2 separate regions of the Mus musculus genome follow, and region 2 is linked to region 1. Evidence: chromatin contacts called from public HiChIP or PLAC-seq data. All regions are on one chromosome and are shown on one strand. Each heading gives the region's core, a stretch centred on a gene start, on an enhancer-like site or on the middle of the called end of the contact. The rest is flanking DNA. Distances are from core to core; before and after follow the strand shown. Region 1 holds the start of Cstad (CSA-conditional, T cell activation-dependent protein). Region 2 has its middle 11 kb from the start of Gm39782.

Region 1 (5,758 bases), core at 1,599-4,098:
CATCCTGAGATGGCCCACCTCTGGTCCTGGTCTACACAAAAGGAAAGCCTGTTCCCCAGGGCTCTGATTTCTGACCAGGGACTTGCCCTCAGTCCTCCACTCCAGCTTGTCACAATGCTTTGCTCTGGTAGTTCCTAGCTGTATTTGGTCATCTTGTTTGATATATTTGGTTGTTGTCTGGGACCAAAAGACTGGCATCCCTGGAGGGCGGGGGGGAGGGGGGGGACACGACAGAGATATGCCTACTATTTCCTTCCTGACAAATAGCTCCAAGCCTGGGGCTGGTTCTCTCCTGAGTACTCCCCTGCCCTGCAGAAGGAGGTGTCTAGGGACTGTCTCAGAGTGGCCAGCCTTGGAAATCCTATAGTGTGGAAGGCTCCAGCAGGGCTGCTCTCAGGATCCCATTTTCCTCGGACACCTGCATTCTAGTAGGAGAGGCCGGTGCTGCCGTCCCCTTTCTGGAGCTGCAGGAGGCTCCAGGGCCATGGGGGTCTGCCTTGCTCTGCACCCATGGAGGCCATGGAGGGAGGGGGTCTGCCTAGCTCCTCGCCCTGTTTTCCAGCTGGGAAGAGATCATGCCTTGCAGACACCATGGTCAATTACTGAGACTGTTGATTTCTGTTGTTTTGCCATGTGAGCACACAACCTCACAGGCACAGGGAGGTGATGTTGAGAGCCACTTTCCGGATGGGAACACTGGGGCCTAAAGGGTTGAGGTTCAGGGTTGCAGAGATGGAAAGCAGCAGCCGTGGGGCATTATGCTGAGGATGGAGGCAGGTCTCTGCTCGATACATGCAGCAAGGTGGGAACCCCTCCCCATGGCTGTGGGAACTCTCTAGTGCTGCCCGTCACAGGGACGACCACTCTGTTTCTAAGGCAGGTTCTTATGTAGTCCAGGCTGGCTTTGAATTTTCTGAGTTGTCAGGGGGGGACCCCCGATCCTCTTGTCTCCTCCCTCCCAGGTGTTTGACTTATAGGTGTGCACCACCATGCCTGGTCTGTTTGGTGCTGTGGATCGACCCCAGGACAAGCACTCTATCCACCAAGCTGCACCCCAGCCCCTCCCCACTTTCAATAGCTAAGTGCACTTCCATCTGCCTGAAACCAGCCCCCCAACCCAGCCCATGGTTATCTTCCTAGTAGCAACCATAACGGCAGCAAGTCTATTTGCTGTGTGTGCAGGCCCCCCCGCAAAGCCACCCACACCTTACACTTCACTGACCCCTCCCACTGGCCCCAGGAAGAGATGCCCTCATGACCCCATTTTATGGATGGGCATGTTGAGACTCTCTTCTGAACCAAGTCCAGGGCCAGGAGTAAAGGGCAGGCTTCCCACCCAGCAGCATAGAGAAGAGAGCCGCTAGGGACGGCAGAAAGGCTGACTCTCCCAAGAGCTCAACTGCATTCTCTCCTCAGCTCCCCACTTGTGGGCCCTTGACCTCTGCAGCACCCCAGCCTGCAGCTCATCCTTTTCATCGGCAGCTGGGGTGCTGCATGCTCGGCTCAATCCAGGTCCTATCGGGATCCCTGCTTCTCTGGTTGTGTGCTCACTTTGCAAAACAGCAGAATTTATAGCGCAAGTAATTGATCCGGGTGTTCCTGCCTCCCGCCATCTCGCTGGGTCTCCTAATTCCCTTCTCCTCGCTTTTCCTCAGCCTTCTCAGCACACCATCTGTGGTGTCAGAGAATAGGAAGCCAAAAAGGGAGGGGAGGGTTCTAGTCCCAGATCTGCCAAATAAGAGTCAGATGAACCTCAGTTTCCCCATCTACCAAACAGAGGACCTGGTGATACTCTTAGGGCGCTAGGCCCGGGGTGCTGGAGCCAGGAGTGACCATTTACTACCCTCAAGTCACTCCCAGAGGTGCAGGCATGCCTGAGACCCACTTCATGGATGGGAACATTGTGGCTTTGAGAGCTTGTGGTTGTTTAGGGACCCAGAGCTGAGAAACATGACCTGGGCTTAAATCCAGGCCTCTGTGGCCAGTGTCCTAAACTGGATTCTACCTCCAGAGAGAAGTCATGATGGGATCCTGGCCCTGTCCTGGCTGGCCGGCTTCTCTTTATCTACGGCCAAGCATGAGTTCGGGGCAGAGTGTTGAGGCACAAGGGGAAATTCTATAAACCGTAGAGTCTATCAGACCTCTCCAAAATCTACTGTATGACCAGGGGCCTCCTGGAAGACCCATACAGCCTTTTAGAACGATCCATAAAAGGACTCCAGGGGTGCATATCGCTGGCCTTTCCCATGGCAGGTGACTTAGAAGGGTCCAGTGTGCCTAGCATGGCCTACCCATGCAAAACTGAGCTGGGGCAGCTTCTAGGCCCCTTTCTGTTCATTTTGTGAGGTGATTGCTTTTCTGGGGTCACTGGCTTGTGTAAGCCCCTCCACTCTCAGTGAAGCTCTGCCCCGCTATTTGTTTGTCTTTGCCCCTCTCCTGGCCTCCGGGCGCCACCGACAGGATTTGTCTCCATTCCATGCCGCAACCTCTCCAGGCCAAAGCCATCTTCTCTCCCGTGGCTGTGCATCCGAGGACGCCTCGGCCCTGTGCAGCAGCGGGGCTTCGTCCTGGCCGGCCCTTAGCTGGGGACAGAGGCCGTTTTGTCCTTGCTTTGGAGAAGGGATGGAGGCTTCATCCTCAGTGGCTGCCTGCTCGCGCCTGGCTGGAGGAGAGATGAGAGCAGGCTGCAGGGCTGCAGGCAGCGGCTTTCAGAACAAACAGAATTTTTTTTTGCAACTAGAGGGGGAAGCACAGAGCTAAAAATAAAACGAAAAGATCAGTATCTGTCAGTCTGACAGCTGATTGGCTGCTCGGAGATGCATATAATTACCAGCAACTGGCGCTGGGTAGGCAAAGCCCGGAGAAACTGCTGAGATGAGGTTAGGATTTAACCTTTAAATTCTGGAGCCACCGGAAAGCTAGGGGAGACAACCGGCGTCGGTGCTAATGAGGCTGGGGGCGGGGGCCGGGGGCACCGAGTCGGGGTCAGGTCCCCGGGCTCCCCCGAAGGCCCGGGGAACCCTCAGCCCGCGCCTCCGCCATCAGACTGGGAGTGCCTCTGATTGGGCGGCTCGGGGGCGGTGGGCCTTCTCTCCGCCCAGCTGGGGGTGGTGTCTTCCGGGAAGTTGAGGGGTCGCACCTGGGAGGGAGGGGGAACTATCCGGTGCTCTAGGGGTTCCAGGCCTCTCCTCGACTGACCCTGTCCTCACCCACATTCCTCCATCTCTCTGCCTAGTACTAATAGGATTTGGCTTTGGTTTTGCTGCCCACCCCTTCAGCTCCTCCATCCCAACTCCTACCCCTGGTCCCTAGTCCCTTCCTTCCAGATCTGGACAGGCCTCACGCAGGCTGGTCCTAGGTTTCTCTAGAGATAGACCAAAGCTGCAGGACTAGAGGGGTGCTGCTGTCCTCCCTGAACCTCAGTTTCTTCATATGTAAAATGGGGGTGGTGATGGTAGAACCTGTTCTATGTCTTCACAGGTGACAGGGATTTTGCAAGCAGTGGTTCCCCTTGATTATCCAACCCAAGGTCTCCCCATGAGTGAGCTCATGTAAGGGTCTGCCCTGACCCACAGTGAGCTCCTGGGTGCCTCCAGCAGTTTCTGCTACCCTCTGTCTCCCCTGCCCCTCCTCTGAGCATCTTCTCTGGAAAGTATCTCCTGCCCCAGCCCTCCTGCTGCAGCCTCTGGGTTCCTGACTCACAATCAGACTGTATGCCCAAGGAGGACAGGAACCACAAAAGCCCATAGCCCTTACAAGGAAATATCAAATTCCTTGCTCTGTGGTTTAAGAAGCCAGACAGAGGCAGGGATCTCGGGCAGCTATAGGCCTGAAACACGCAGATGTCTCATCTGATAGGCAGCCAGCCATCCTCAGCCCTGTGGGGCTGGGGCTTCTTATACAACACCCAGGAGATGCCACCCTTGGGCTGGGAAGATGCAAAGTGCCTGGGGGGCGGGGCGGGGGGAGGAAGGAGTAGCTCACACTGGAACTGGCTCCTGACTGTGATCACCCCACAAAGATCTCTGCAGTCCCTACAACACCCCTAGCAAGTGTTGTTGTTATTGGCAATCTATGATGGGGAAACTGAGGCAAGGAACTGAGCAAGGCTTGAGAGTGCTCAGACCGGAGCCACCCAGGCCTCCTCTCCCAGGCCGTGGGATGAAGATGGAAGGGAGTCTGAGAGATAGAGAAGGTGCTGGAATAGCTAACCTGAGACCTTCCAAGCCCAGTGAGCCAGGGGGGTCTTGGTTGAACAGCTTCTCCGTGACTTCCAGTGTCATAAGCTCTGACAGTCCTGTAACTACCTCCCACCCCACAGTTCTGTTTCTTTCTTATCCTAATGAAGACCCCAACAGGGTGACAGGTGGCAGCTTCCTGTGGGGCATCTGTGGCACCCAGTGCCAGCCTCTGCTTTGGCTTGGAAGGTCATCCTGAGCCGATGTCACCAGCCCCAGAGCCCATTCTCACCCCTGGGTTATTGACCACCACTTCTTGTCAGTCCTCTGCCCCAGCCCCAGCCCTGCTGGCCAACAAAGAGTCAAGAAGGGTAGCTCACTTTCCAGGAGGCAGCCATAGACTTGTCCGTCTGAAGAACCCAGCTTCGGAGAGCTGTGTGACATAGCTGCTTGAGACCACCCTTCCCTTGTCCATTTGACTGGTTTCTTCCCCACTCCCCTTCCGGAGCCTTCTCACCCCAACTATTTCCTTGCTTACCTGGAAATTGGGTGGAAGCTGACCTTTGCATGTGCGTGTGCATGTGCGGTGTGCGTGTGCGTGTGTGTGTGTGTGTATACACATATGTGTTCAAGGGCACATGTGCACATGCCTTTACACAGAGGTATCTGCCCCAGTCATCCTCCACCTTGTCTTTTCAGGCAAGGGCTCTCACTGAGGCTCACTGACTAGCTCAGAGACTAAAGTCACTGACAGGCGTTGCTGCTCCTGGCTCTCATGTGGGTGCCTGGGATTCAAACTCAGGACTTCATGATTACACAGCAAAACCTTCACCAACAGAGCCCTCTCCTCAGCCTGCCATTTTGTGTGTGACCCGATTTAATTTCTATCTTTGTCACTGTGATTCCCATGTACAGAAATGTTGGCGGTGTGTATGGCCTTGCTGTGTGGTTACAGGCCAGGGTCACTCACACGAGCTCTTGCTGTGACTGGTCTCTGAGGGGTCTCTGACTCTGGGGTGGGTGATGGCTGGAAACTGAGAGCTGGAGGTCACGGAGCAACCTTGGAGCCTCTCTGCACCTCTTGGTGGCCGCCCTGGCTCCTTCCTTTTCGGCATGCAGACAGGTTGATGGAAGTTGGATTCACTCCTGGAAGGAGTCTTGCTGTCTGCCTGGTTCACAAGCTGATATCACAGTGCCCGGGGACAGGGAAAGGGTGTGACCATCATAAGTAAGGCCTTAGGTGTGTCATTGAGGAACCTCACAGGGGCACACGTGCAAACTAGGGCAGCTGTGCCATCAGTGGCTGAATGCGGTGTGACATAGGCCTCTTTACATGTCCATTGCTGGCCAAGGCCCTCAACCACATAGCGTGTGGCTGACCAACAATGGTTGCCTGCGACCAACCGACCCGGAACTTTTGCAGGTTGTCCTTCCGTCTAATCAAGTGTATGGCCATGTCTCTTTGTTAGCAGGCAGGGCTGATTGAAGGGGGAACGGGCCTGGGTCTGCCTTCCAGGACTCTGGGCTGGGGCAGGACAGGGCCTTGGCTGGCCTCCTCTTCCTTTTTCTCTGGCCCAGTG
Region 2 (5,758 bases), core at 1,023-3,522, 140 kb after region 1:
CCCACACACTATGTATTTATGAGTCCAACTAAGAATTACTACGACCACCATTGCACAGAGTGGCACAGAGTGGTACACATGCACCCTGGTGCTTGTGTAGAGCCAGGAGTTCACTCTCTCCTTCCACCATGCAGGCCCCAGGGATTAATCTCATGTCACCAGACCTAATCTGCTGAGCCACCTCCAGGATTTTACTTCTCTATTCTGAAAGATATCATCACACCCACCAAACTGACAGTGCTTTCCTACAGCGCCTGGAGATGTTCTTCCATTGTCTTCCGGCTCTCATTGCTATCATATGGAATCTGCCGTCTATTTAGCTGTCCTTGATTTTATACCAGACAGACAGACAGACAGACACACACTCACACACACTCACACGGTTTTACTATATAGCTCAGGCTGGCCTAAACACCTGAACTCACTAGGTAGACTAGGCTGATCTTGAATTCCCAGAGATTCAACTGACTCTGCCCAGGATTAAAGGTGTGCATCACCATATCTGTCCTTAATTATCTTTTTATGTATGTGAGTACACTGTAGCTGTCTTCAGACACACCAGAAGAGGGCATCAGATCCCATTACAGATGGTTGTGAGCCACCATGTGCTTGCTGGGAATTGAACTCAGGACCTCTGGAAGAGCAGTCGGTGCTCTTAACCACTGAACCATCTCTCCAGTCCTTGATTATCTTTTAAATTTGTCTCCAGTAGCCTAGCGGGCAATAATTTGGCAAAATATTCATACACATAAAATAAATATGTCAAAATGTAAGTTAATTTACTTTTTATTCTTATTTTAAATGTGTGCTTACTGGAGTTTTGCCTGCATGTATGTCTGTGCACCATGTATATGCTAGTATTACCCAGAGCAGCTAGAAGAGAGTGTCAGATTCCCTGGAACTGGAGTCACAGTTGTGAGCCACCATGTGATTGCTGGGAATGGAATTGAACTCAGATCCCCTGAAAGAGCAGCCAGTGCTCTTAACCACTGAGACATCTCTCAAGCCCTTAAAACATGTTTTGTTTTGGGTTTTTGTTTGTTTGTTTTTTGGTTTTTCGAGACAGGGTTTTCTCTGTGTAGCCCTGGCTGTCCTGGAACTCACTTTGTAGACCAGGCTGGCCTCCAACTCTGAAATTCGCCTGCCTCTGCCTTCCGAGTGCTGGGATTAAAGGCGTGCACCACCACACCCGGCTAAAACATGTTTTTAACAGGTCAGGGCTATGTATAGAGACCCTGTCTCAACACCTCCCAACACACACAAAGATTTAAAAAAAAATTTTTTTTTGGAAATTTGGCCCCAGAACCTGTGTCCTAAGAGTGTTCTGAGTCCTAACTCTGCCCTCCACACACCCAGATGCCATCTCTTTTCTTCTTGGCATCTGGTCACAAGAACCTAACATGATTCTTTTTTAACTCATCCTTTGGGGTTCACTGAACTCCCCCAATGATAATTTTTTTTCAAACTTGCAATATTTTCTGCCAATTCCTTAAAACATCGTTTTTCGGGCTGGTGAGATGGCTTAGTGGGTAAGGGCACCCGACTGCTCTTCTGAAGGTCCTGAGTTCAAATCCCAGCAACCACATGGTGGCTCACAGCCATCCGTAATGAGATCTGACTCCCTCTTCTGGAGTGTCTGAAGACAGCTACAACTCACATATAATAAATAAATTAAAAAAAAAAAAAAACATCGTTTTTCTTCCTGGTTTCCTTCTTTTCTCCTCTGAGGCTCGGTCGGATTGCTGGTCTGGGGGCATCTGGAGCCCAGGGTCATACTTTGTTTCCCTTTGTTATACAAGCTTCATTGCAGACAACCGGACCTGCTTTAAATTCTGATCTCTCTTTTAAAGGAAACATTTATTCCCCACGTGTGTGTGTGTGTGTGTGTGTGTGTGTGTGTGGTGTGCACGTGCACACCATCACCCACAGTCTGTGTGAAGGAGAGTCCCCAGAGCCTACACACACAGGTCCATGTATATGCGGCGTACCACAGTGCACATGTGGAGGTCCACACCCCTCCCCCACACCTTACTTTACATTCTCTCTGAAGATGAGCTGAGCCCCTAACCCTTACCCCACTAGCTGGGAATGTGACAGGTCATTCTGTCCTGGAGCAAGGGAGATGCTCTACAGCCTGTGCCCTCATAGGAGGAGATGGAGACAGGAAGGACAGCGGCTAAAGGAGGAGCAACGGCCAACAGCTGCAGCTGTCCTGAGAAGCTAGGAGATGGAGCAAGCAGTCTGCCCAGAGCCTCTGAAGGAGCTCACCTGCCCCCGCCCTGGGTGCAGACCCAGCTTCCGGCGCAGCTGTCACTCAAACTGTGGCATTCGGTTCTAGGGGCACTGGGAGATTAAAGTCCTTCTGGATTGCCCTTTGCTGCTTTCCATTGTCTTTAAAACAAACAAACAAAAAAAAAAAAAAACTTTATTGTAAGGCCAGGTGTGGTGGCTCATACCTTTAAACCCAGCAGATTAGAGGCAGATAGAGACAGGTGGATCTCTGAGTTCGAAGCCTGCCTGGTCTACAGCCTGGTTCAGGACAGCTAGAGCTGCACAGAAAAACTCTGTCTCATAAAACCAAAACAACAACAACACAGTACTTTATTGTTTCATTACTTTTTTTTTTTTTTTTTTTTTTTTTTTGGTTTTTCGAGACAGGGTTTCTCTGTAGCCCTGGCTGTCCTGGAACTCTCCCTGGCTGTTTTATTACTTTTACTTATGTGTAGATGTGCGAGCATATGCACACGCACGCCCACTTGCAAACACCTGATTAGGCCAGAGGAGAAAGCGTGGTCCCCTGGAGCTGGAATCACAGCAGCGTGAAGGCAAATTTGTCTATCCACTGAGTTAACTTGAGTTCAATGTTTTTGGATTCTGTTTGAGCCTCAACTCAGACACCAGCGGGCCTTCACCTTCCTGAGCCTGCCTGGCTTAGTGTAGCACGCAGTTTGTCAGCCTTCTCTTGAGATGAAGTGCCTGACAAACTGAAGGAGGAAAGATTTATTCTGGCTCACCGGCTCAGAGGTGTCCGGCTCTGTTGATTCTGTCTGTGGGTGTGCCAGTCACTGTGCACTGTGGTAACCTATTCACATTGCGCAAAGGTGTGTCTGTAGTTTCTTTTCTTTTTCTTTCTTTTTTTTTCTTTTCTCTACTTTTTTTGTTTTTTTTTTTTGATTTTTGGTTTTTGGTTTTTTGAGACAGGGTTTCTCTGTGTAGCCCGGGCTGTCCTGGAACTCACTATGTAGACCAGGCTGGCCTCCAACTCAGAAATCCACCTGCCTCTGCCTCCCAAGTGCTGGGATTAAAGGCGTGCGCCACCACTGCCCGGCATCTCTCTGTACTGGCAGAGCACTGAACGCTGGCAGGGTTCTGGTATTGCCATTCTATTTTTTTTTTTTTTTTTTTTTTTTTTTTTGGAAGACAGGGTTCCTCTGTATAGCCCTGGCTGTCCTGGAACTCACTATGTAGGCCAGGCTGGCCTCCAACTCAGAAATCCACCCGCCTCTGCCTCCTGAGTGCTGGGATTAAAGGCGTGAGCCACCATGCCTAACTATCTTTGGGTTTTCTATTTTGCAAATTACCAGTCCTTTCTGATTGGTTGTACTAAAGATCTGACGGCCAATAGACCAGCAGGAAGTAGAGGACAGAACTTCAGGGCAGGGTCAGAGATAGGAGAAGAAGCAGAAGCCAGAGATTCAGAGATCAGCCAGGAAGGAAATAGAAGGACCATAGAGGAGCGCATAAAGGCATAAGAGCTAGCCATGTCATAGGTGAGTTAGGTAGGTTACATTTAGAGTAGGCAGGAGACTGCCCAAGCAAAGGCCTACGCTGTAAAGTTTATTAAGACTCTGTGTCATTATTTATACTGCCATCAGGTCCGAGAAAGTCCCACTATCATAGGGTCAGGAGCACGTGGCAGAGCTGTGAACGCCACAGAGATGGTCTGTACTTGACTGTATTTAGGATCTCCTAAGAGACACACTTCTGGGCATTTGCCAGGGCATTTCCAAACCCATCCTAAGTGTGGGCAGCCCATGTCTGAGGTCCCAGATTGATAAAAAAAAAAAAAAAAAAAGAGAGTGAGCCAAGCACCAGCATCTATCTCTCTCTGCCTTCTGATAGTGGATGCAGTAACTCACTGCCTCACATACCTACAGCTATGCCTCCTCTTCCTCTTCCTCCCCTCCCCTCCTCCTCCTCCTCTTCCTCCTCCTCCTCTCCCTCCTCCTCCTCCTTTTCCTCCTCCTCTCCCTCCTCCTCCTCCTCTCCCTCCTCTCCCTCCTCCTCCTCTCCCTCCTCCTCCTCCTCCTCTCCCTCCTCTCCCTCCTCCTCCTCCTCTCCCTCCCCCTCCCCCCCTCCTCTGTGACAGTCTAGAAGTCCCTCCCCCTTCCCCATGCACTGATTCAGAAGGAGCTCCTCTTTCCCCAGGTTGCTTCTTGCTGATAATGAGAGAAGTAATTTTTTTCAAGAGACTACTTACCTCCAGATGGGTAGGAAACACAGAGACACACAGAGAGACAGAGTCCCACAAGACACAGTTCTTAGGAACATGTTTTCATTGACCAACATCCTTCAGCTAGGCTCTGCCTCCATAAGTTCCCAGAACCTCCCAAAATAGTGCCACCGGTAGCAAACCATGCCTCCCACACAGGAGCTCTTTGGGAGGACATAGTTTATCCAAACCTCAGCAAGAGAGAACAATTCTGTCTCCCTACTGTGAGCAGCACCCTTCCCTGCAGTGAGCAGAGGCCCTCCCAGCGCTCCTGAGTCAGTCTTTTTATTGCTGGCACCAATAATGGACCAGAGGCAACCTAAGAAAAGGAGGTTTCATTCTGGCTCACAGTATGAGGTTCACCCTGAAGGCCGGCGGGTGAGGCAGCTGGTCACGTGGCATCCATGCTTAGGAGGCACAGAGAGATGGATGCTGGTGCTCAGAAATCTTTCTATTTATCTGGTCCAGGAAGCCAGCCCATGAGGTGGTGTTGCACACGTTTTGAGTGAGTCTTCCCACTTCAGTTAACCAAATCTGTACTACAGACTGGTCCAGAGGCTTGTTCCCATGGCGATTCTCAATTGCATCAAGCCATCCATCCAGTAATGTGACTCCTTGCTTGTTTTGAGGATATCCCCATCCAACTCTGGCGATGCTGTGAAGCACACAAGCTAAGGAAATTCAAATGCTAAAGTCAGGGAGGGATTTGCACTGTCTAGAACGTGCTCCCAGGGCAAGAGGAAGCCACTTGCCCAGTTCACGGCTACATAGTGATGCACATTCAATGGGGCTCAAATAAAGAAAAAAATCAAAATACTGGTGTTTATAGGGAATATTCTTGTCTAGAATAGATCACCCACAAACAGCTGGAAGCTGAACCATGTAGGGAACCCTCTGTCTTTAAATAGCGCTTTGAAAGCCATTGCAGCTACCCAATCTAGCAGTGTGACCTTCAGCAAGATCCTGTCCCTGTCTGTACATTGTCCATCAATCTACTGAAAGAGATAACCTCTCTGGGCCTTCCAAGTATCACATAAGAAGTTAGAAGCCCTAGCTGGGCAGTGGAGGTGCATGCTTTTAATACCAGCTCTCAGGAGGCAGGGGCAGGTAGATCTCTGTGAGTTCAAGGCCAACCTGTTCTATAGAGCAAGTTCAGAACAGCCAGGGCTACACAAAGAAAAACCTTGTCTCGAAAACAAAACGAAATAAAGCAAACAAACAAACAAACAAAAAACACAGCACCCTGACCCTTGACCCCTGACCAGG

What was found. HiChIP or PLAC-seq counts read pairs in DNA pulled down with a chosen protein or histone mark.
Region 2: a contact with region 1 is called in an H3K27ac HiChIP or PLAC-seq map of double positive thymocytes, with 5 read pairs. The contact joins the enhancer-like site here to the promoter of Cstad in region 1. A contact is called at or near these places in 14 of 39 promoter capture datasets (the 3T3-L1 cell line, 3T3-L1-derived adipocytes, the C10 cell line and 9 more), 1 of 15 datasets of contacts at CTCF or cohesin (large pre-B cells), 14 of 484 Hi-C or Micro-C datasets (B cells, CD8 T cells, Th17 cells and 7 more), 31 of 115 datasets of contacts at active chromatin or transcription factors (the 230-238 cell line, CD8 T cells, T-cell acute lymphoblastic leukemia and 21 more) and 5 of 9 other capture datasets (adipose tissue, embryonic stem cells, liver and 2 more).

Annotation. Positions count from the first base shown.
Region 1 is chr2:30,592,196-30,597,953 of GRCm38.p6, forward strand. It overlaps Cstad (CSA-conditional, T cell activation-dependent protein), which reads left to right and starts at 2,849. Exons shown (of 2, transcript NM_030137.2): 1 at 2,849-2,879. The coding sequence starts at 2,875.
Region 2 is chr2:30,731,834-30,737,591 of GRCm38.p6, forward strand. No RefSeq gene overlaps it. Among named protein-coding and RNA genes, the nearest start is that of Gm39782, 11 kb to the left of the region's middle. Within about 2 kb of position 2,273, at least 21 of the 459 cell types and tissues checked have an H3K27ac peak or open chromatin away from gene starts, as enhancers often do. A contact at or near this core is called in double positive thymocytes, where this site is marked.